2 separate regions of the Capsicum annuum genome follow, and region 1 is linked to region 2. The links are chromatin contacts, called in public Hi-C maps. All regions are on one chromosome and are shown on one strand. Each heading gives the region's core, a stretch centred on a gene start, on an enhancer-like site or on the middle of the called end of the contact. The rest is flanking DNA. Distances are from core to core; before and after follow the strand shown.

Region 1 (3,928 bases), core at 604-3,103, 140 kb after region 2:
AATAACCATAGCAATAGGGTTACTTATAGCAATGGTTGCATGAACTGTTGCCATAAAGCCACCTATGGCAACACTTAATTGACACAAAAATGCTATTGCATCGGCTGTATTTTTTCCCTCCCAAAATTTTCACTATATCCACCAAAAATTAAAATAATATATAACATAAATTAAAGAAGTATATATTGAAAATTTTCCATGACTTAAATATTTCCCCACTCTCAACCACGCACTGCCATACGCTCCGACCACATGCCACCACCGGTACGCTCCTACGACCACACATGACACACCACCAGCTCCGATGACCACACACAACACGACACCAGTAGCTCCGACCACACACCACCAGTAGCTCCGACGACACACCATCAATTCGATTTCAGCTTTCAATTTGCACTTTAATTTCAGAGCTAATTTACGATTTTCTTTTTTTATTTGATGATTTTAAGGTTAGTGTATTCTTGTAACTGATAATTTTGACTTAATTTTATGAGTTTCTATTTTGGGGTTTTCTTTTAGCAGATGCTCCTTTATGATTTGAAAATGAGTTGGAAATCAGAAGTACTAGTCATGGAGCTTGACAAAAAAGGATTGTTGGTATATATTGTTGTGTCGATTGCCTCTTATCATGTATTTACTTTTAGTTTTGATATTTATGATTGTAGAGTAACACCATATTGTTCTTTTTTGGTCTTAATCTTTCTGCAATTTTATCTTTTTTTGGCTATGTTTAATGTTTTGGTACATATTTTCAGTATGCTTAGGTTTTAAAATAATTCCATCTAATGTTATCTATTGAAAAAAAAAAAGGATTGTTGGTATATATATAGTTGCGTCGACATACTTATATCATTGCCATAAAGAGGAACTCTATTTGATTCAGTGGAGGCATTATTTCTTTCTTCTTTGTCTTGATGGTGTAACTATAGTTAACTTGTAGCTGCTGTTGTCAGTCATGCTGGACTGCTAGGGGTTGGAGTATATGCTTTCATATTGTTGTAATTGTAGAGGAGATTTTGAGAGAGCACTGGGAAGTAAAAAATTTGAGCTAGTTTTGGTCATCAATATTTTGTGTTTTACACTTATATTCAGAATTGTTCAAGATAGAAGGGGCCTCTTGGAGTTACTGATCAAGTTACTGCCATGTGGCTAGAGGTCATGAGTTCAAGCCGTGGTGAAAATCTCTTGCAGAAATGCAAGGTAAGATTGTGTACAATAGACCTTTGTGGTTTGGCCCTTTCCTGGACCTCAAGCGTACCAACGCGTAGTATATTGGACTACCCTTCTATTCAAAATTGTACGAGATAAAAGAACCATTCGAGGAGTATGCATAAATACATACATACAGGCACCACAATCAAATCTATACACATTATTATTTCAATCAATAAGTAGGAAGTAATTATGTTACTTATGTACTTAGTGTTTTATCTCCTCTTCTGTTTTTCCTTCTTTTGCTCAGTTGGGTGCTATTAGGTGCTCTTAGAGGTGGTTTAGACTTTGCTTTTAGGAATGAATTGTGCAGTAAAACGTATGAAGGGACAAACATGTCGAGTACCCATCACTGGGTCATACAGTAACCTTTGAAAAGTATGCATGCTTTCTGTAGATGTCGCGATGCTATTGCTGTTAACATTTCTCTTTTAATTCCTTTGTTGTTCAGCTTTCTGCAGACTTACGAGATTTGAGGAGACTGGGCCGTGCTAGCTTATCTTAAAGACAAAGGCACCGAAAGCTTCCTCCCTGGTCAGTGCTAATCCAATCACCTCTCTGAAGCACGTAAGTTGTTTCAACTTGCATGTTTTACATGGAATATTCGACATAAAATCTGGTTTTGCTTTTTCTGAATTATGAAGGAGAAAATGTACTAGTTTAATAATATGCTTTTTAACTCTTCTGTAGTTCAGTGACCAAACTTTCGCCAAAGAAGTGGGGTATTTCTGGAACGTCTAGCTTTCTTTTGGCTACATTGTTTGCTGGAGTCTCAATTCTGCTGAACCAAGGAATAGATATTAGGGCTAACATTTCTGCAGTCTTGGGTCTTGCCATTCTAGATGCTATATTACTTGGTGGGTCTTGCTTAGCACAAATCTCCAGCTTCTGGCCTCCCTACAAGCGTCGAATTTGTGTTCATGAAGCAGGCCATCTCCTTATTGGTAAACCATGTTTCTGCAACACAGAAGTTACTGCAATAGAATGAAAGTACTTTAGAAATTTGATTCATCCATCTTTCATATATTAAGTTAGGATAACCTGTACTTCTGGATATTTAAGTTTCGATACGATGACTTGCCATAGATATCATCAGCTTGTTTTCCCAACAACAACTGCTCAGAATATCAGTATTATCCTGTTTATTACTATCAGTCTTTATTGTTTGTAACATTCGAAGGAAAGTAAAGTTGTAAACCTACCTCTTATAGTAATTCATATATCCTTTGATATAACTGCAGCATACCTGATGATTTGTCCAATTCGTGGTGTAATTTTAGACCCAATCGTTGCAATGCAGATGGGCATTCAAGGACAGGTATGTCACTGTAGATCCTTCTTATTGTCTCTCTAGTTCCCAGTGTAATGCTGAACCACTTGTTAAACTAACAGCCAACAAAGACCACAAATACATAGATAACTGCTCCTCCCCTTCTCCTTAAGTCTTTTAAGGCAAACAGATGGGAATTCAAGACATCTATTTCTGACCGAACATGCACAAAATAGTATTTCATTAGATGCCACACACTGTACAACAGTATAATCCATGACATGATACAGATTTTTCTTATTTTCCATTTCCCTCTTGTGGGATGACATTGGGTTTGTTGTTGTTGCTTCTAGAAGCTTCCAAATTTAGGGATTGACTATGTGTCAGCGTACACTCTTGCAGTTAGTTATCTTGTCGGTATTTCTCATTGAAGAATAGGGGACATGGCACAGTGCAACATATTTATGTAGGCATCCCTCAATTTTTTCCTTTTCCTCAGTAGTGATTGTCCTTGTTCCATGAGAGAAACTTACAATTTAAATAGTGAGAGCTTCAGTTTCTTATTTTCTTGGAAATCAAAGTTGTCTTCCACACATAAGGTTGTGGACCCATTTTGGAACTTGAACAAGTTAAAATTTGCTCACTTTGTCTTGTGATCTTCTTCTATTTTTCTTTCATGCAGGCAGGAACACAGTTTTGGGATGAAAAACTTGAAAATAAGCCCGCTGAAGGCCGGTTAAGTGGTACTGCATTTGACAGGTGGATGTCCTAGTCACTTATTTTGTTTACGATTATTCCCTGGACAAAATACATTTCTATGCTGGAACTGGCTCTCTCAATTTTCTACATGCCATATTATTTAGTTCTTTGCAAAGTCTCGTCAAATCTCCATAACAAAGGAGATCAAGAAACACAGTTTCTTGCACCAAGGTAATTAAAAATAAATTTTTCAGGTACTGCATGGTTCTATTTGCTGGGATTGCCGCTGAAGCTCTTATATATGGAGAGGCCGAAGGTGGAGAAAATGATGAAAATCTCTTTCGGAGCATCAGTGTTCTTCTAGAACCCACACTCTCTGTGGCACAGGTCTTTCTCTGGTTAAAGGTATTTGCTTGTCTAGTAACTCTTTGCTTTTGTAATGCAACATTCGATGTTTTCAAACAAATGTCAAATCAAGCAAGGTGGTCATGCTACAATCTTATAATCTGCTGAAATGGCAAAAGCAAGTACATAGAGCTGTAGTAAAATCTATTGAGAGTGGATGCAGTCTGAGTATGGTCATTAAGAAAATTGAGGAAGCCATGTCAAGATATTCGTAGTGTTCACATTTTGTGTTCAATTTGTCCAACCATATGTACCGCTGTGAAATGCCTCGAACTCTTTGGTTAGCGCTTTCATCCATCTTATTCCAGAGTATGTGGTAGCACTTGTGTTAACAATTAA
Region 2 (3,665 bases), core at 178-2,677:
GATAATACTATGGTATTAGCGGTCTCTCATTTTTCATGTAACTCTTCTCTGTTACATCTTCTTATTGCATGCACCAGTCACAAAATCAAATTTCCTTTTTCCCAATAATGCAATCCTTATTGATCTACTTCACACTTCATAATTCTTTGATCAAACAAGCTTAACTAAAATCAGAGTAGCTCCAGACACATCTAATGTGCCTATGAATAAAGGATCACTCGAATCAATCTTAGGTGCCATTTCTACTGCTCTACATCAATTACAGAGGAAAATTCAATTTGAAATCAATTGAAAAATAAAAAATTACAGCTAAATAGAGATTAATTCCTTTATCACGATAGAGATCTAAACTCTATCTATCTAGCATCCATGGTCGTTGCTTTGATATCATGTAAACTACACTAACATCGAGTAGAAAGCTTGGCTAACCAAGCTGTATTGAACAGAGAAGAAGAAGGAACTATTTTATTAACTGTCATGTTGATTGCATTGTTCCCACTAGCGTCTATATATAGATGAATGTACATCTTCTAGAAGCTTCTCATCTCAACTACATTACACACTGCACTACACACTTAGTTGCCAGCTCACCATACGACTAACAAACCAACTAACTCAAATGTACAGTAAATCAATCAATGTAACAGTAAAACTGAAAAATGATCACAGTAACTAAGCTAACAAACACAATAACTAAGCTAACTAAATGAACTTTCCAATATACAGGGACATGTTATGAGAAAGATCAAACAACATATAAAAATATGGACACAGAGGATCAATTTCAAAATGTTGTTTGCACCCTCAACAATTGCTACGGTATGAAGATCACATTACTCCTCTGCTTCAATTCATGTACTTTTTACAGAATAGAGCGAGCATTGACTGACAATATAATCTGCAAAATGGAAATTATATTTTCTACAGATCGTTGGGATCTTGATTGGTGTATCGTCCTTGCTAAGAAAGCTAATGATTGGAAATGAGGCTCCATTGCATGTTATTGATAGCTCTGCATCTATGCTTGGGTATAAAGACTGAAATAACTTCATTTTAAATGAGCTTATAACAAAGCTTAATTTTGAATGTTTTGTATATATAACATGGCAATTGACTTAATGCTACTATGTGTTTTGTGCTGCAGTGAGGCTACAATACCAGCAATGACATTGATAATTGGAGCAAATCTTCTTAAAGGTTTGTTTGAGGATTCTTCTGATGCTTCTTGTATATGAATTTTTGCATTATCACTTTATTAGTTCAACATTTTCACAGTACTTATCATAGATGGATATCAAAAATTCTTATATTATCAATGTGTATAAATTAAACTGGTGTTGGCATTTAATATAAGTGCAGGGCTGAAAAAGTCAGGAGTAGGTATGTGGGTGGTGATAGGGATTCAAGTAATACGTTATGTGGCATTACCACTATCAGGAATTTGTGTTGTGAAAGCTGCACGCCATTTTGGATTGGTTGGATCAGATTCCTTATATCAGTTTGTACTTCTCTTGCAATATGCACTTCCCTCTGCCATGACTATTGGTATCTACCAGCTCATCATTTACTTCTTCCCTCTCTCTTTGTTTTTCTACAGTATTATATTACTTTATCCGTTTCCTTCACGCCTCCCGGGGAGCTTCCATCCATTTTGCTTCTTTCGTGACTCAAACTCACTATCTTTTGATTGAAAGCATGGAATGTATATCATCTGAAGCAACTCCCTCTTGTCTATTACAATACTTTCTTCGTTTCAGTTTATATGACATAGCTTAAGTTAATTTCTTAAAATGTATAGCCTAAAACACATCATATATTAGTGTACCTATAATTTTTTTTGAAATTTATGACGTGAAAAATGTGATAATATTTATGTGGTTATAAAAAGTTCTCATTAAAGATAAAATAAGAGATGTAAAACTAATTATTTTCAAATTTAGAAGATTGTCATTTTTTTTTTTTAAGAAAATGACCAAAATGAAAAGGGTGTGTCGTATAAATTAAGGAGAAGAAAATATCTTTTTGGTTATCTAATGATGTAAGAAATCTTATGCGCACACTGAAAAGTTTATATATGTAGAAATTAAACTTTTCTTTTGCAAATATTTGTGCAATTATTTCTCATTTCAAAAGCAATTTTTGTCTTATTCTTTCCATTTGGCCTTTTTTGTTGGAAAATGAGCAGGTACAATTACACAGTTGTTTGAAGTTGGTGAATGTGAATGTTCAGTGATTATGCTATGGAATTATGCACTGGCATCAGTTGCACTTACTCTATGGACGACTTACTACATGTGGATTTTATCTTGAGTTATTTGTACAAAATAGAGATATTCACCGTTTGGTTATTTAGTTACAATATCGCCAACAAATATATTAGTTTTGTATCTTTCAATATAATTGTTCGCAACAAATTTTCGTTGTGCGAAAAATTAACTGCAAGCAAAAATAAAAATAAATAAAAAGAATAATTTTTTTAAAAGTAATTTTGCGAGTACAATTCCGTTATTCTCTCGATTCTTATCTCCTAAGCTTTTCCGTAATTTGAGGGCCTTTATAGCATAATTCTTGAACTTCCGGATGATTTGAGCCTCCCAGAAATTTGTTTAGATCTCCAGGAATTGTTTGTCAGCACTTCGTCTTATCGAGTTGACCTCCGGGCAGAATTCCGTTAGTCGATTCGTTGAAGAGCTGTGTAATCAATGCAAAAGCTTCCTCCAATGCTTGTAGAATGACCTCAGAAAATTGTGTAACCCTCCTATTTATAATTGTAGGGGGTAGGCAGTCCAAGTGTAAATAACCCCTTTTGTCTCATTCTGATTGGTCCATTCAATTTTCAAGCTTATCACAAATGTTATGTGACAAGGTTGCTTGTGATTGGCCAAAAACATGTCATTTGAGGCACTTGGCGATGTTTTATTGACTCTTGAACTTGACTTGGATTGCCACATCATTTGATGAGTGTGGTCTTGCTTCATTGGTCTTTAATTTGACTGGGATGCCAGGTCATTTGACACGTGGCATAAGTTTGGGCCTCAAGGTGAGATGGACCTTGAAGTCCTTGATGAGGAATAAAATGAACTTATTATTTTTATAGCCCAAAATGATTTTACACCCAATAAAATATGGGTCAAGTCCAATTTTTATATGAATATGACCCAATAAATTTTACGTGTTTATAGATGCCCCCTACTTCAAAGCTCGTCAAGGTGTTTTATTTGTCAGACCTGTTAGAGACGAGATTTGAAGTATTTGTGGAGCCCTCATTTTTTTTTGCAAAACTTGAGCACTTTGTCGAAATCCGACTCCTCAAATTCATCATAATCTAGGTAGAATAACGTGAATCCCTTCCTTAGGAATGTAAAATTCTGCTTAAAACTAAATATATCCAAACCTTGTAGGATTCAAGTATTAGTCTTATATCAAATTTTAATAGGATTAAATAATGATGTTATCCCACTTCAAAAAGGATTAGGAATTTGACTTGTTTTGGATACTTGGATGTCCTAGTTCTTCTTGAAGACAACTTGTTCAACAAATTTCTTTTCGAAATCAAGCTGGGGCTTTCAGAGTCTATATAAGGACATCACCGCCCCATTAAGTCATTGTAATTCAGCCTGAGCCTAAATTCAACTCCCGTTCTTCTCCTCTTTTTGCTCTTTTTT

Evidence for each region. A called contact is a pair of places that touch in the nucleus more often than the background predicts.
Region 1: a contact with region 2 is called in a Hi-C map of leaf, with 3 times the contacts expected there. The contact joins the promoter of LOC124895915 here to the enhancer-like site in region 2. A contact is called at or near these places in 2 of 5 Hi-C or Micro-C datasets (leaf and placenta).

The regions. Positions count from the first base shown.
Region 1 is chr2:3,955,724-3,959,651 of UCD10Xv1.1, forward strand. It overlaps LOC124895915, which reads left to right and starts at 1,854. Exons shown (of 10, transcript XM_047406461.1): 1 at 1,854-1,867; 2 at 1,906-2,159; 3 at 2,457-2,533; 4 at 3,168-3,244; 5 at 3,439-3,589. The coding sequence starts at 1,854. It overlaps LOC107853232 (a long non-coding RNA gene), which reads left to right and starts at 82. Exons shown (of 3, transcript XR_007050749.1): 1 at 82-452; 2 at 1,466-1,593; 3 at 1,667-1,782.
Region 2 is chr2:3,817,319-3,820,983 of UCD10Xv1.1, forward strand. It overlaps LOC107853233 (protein PIN-LIKES 3), which reads left to right. Exons shown (of 10, transcript XM_016698232.2): 6 at 727-819; 7 at 928-1,028; 8 at 1,145-1,197; 9 at 1,360-1,545; 10 at 2,186-2,486. The coding sequence ends at 2,310. Among protein-coding and RNA genes, the nearest start is that of LOC107853233, 16 kb to the left of the region's middle. Within about 2 kb of position 1,428, at least 1 of the 5 cell types and tissues checked has an H3K27ac peak or open chromatin away from gene starts, as enhancers often do. A contact at or near this core is called in leaf, where this site is marked.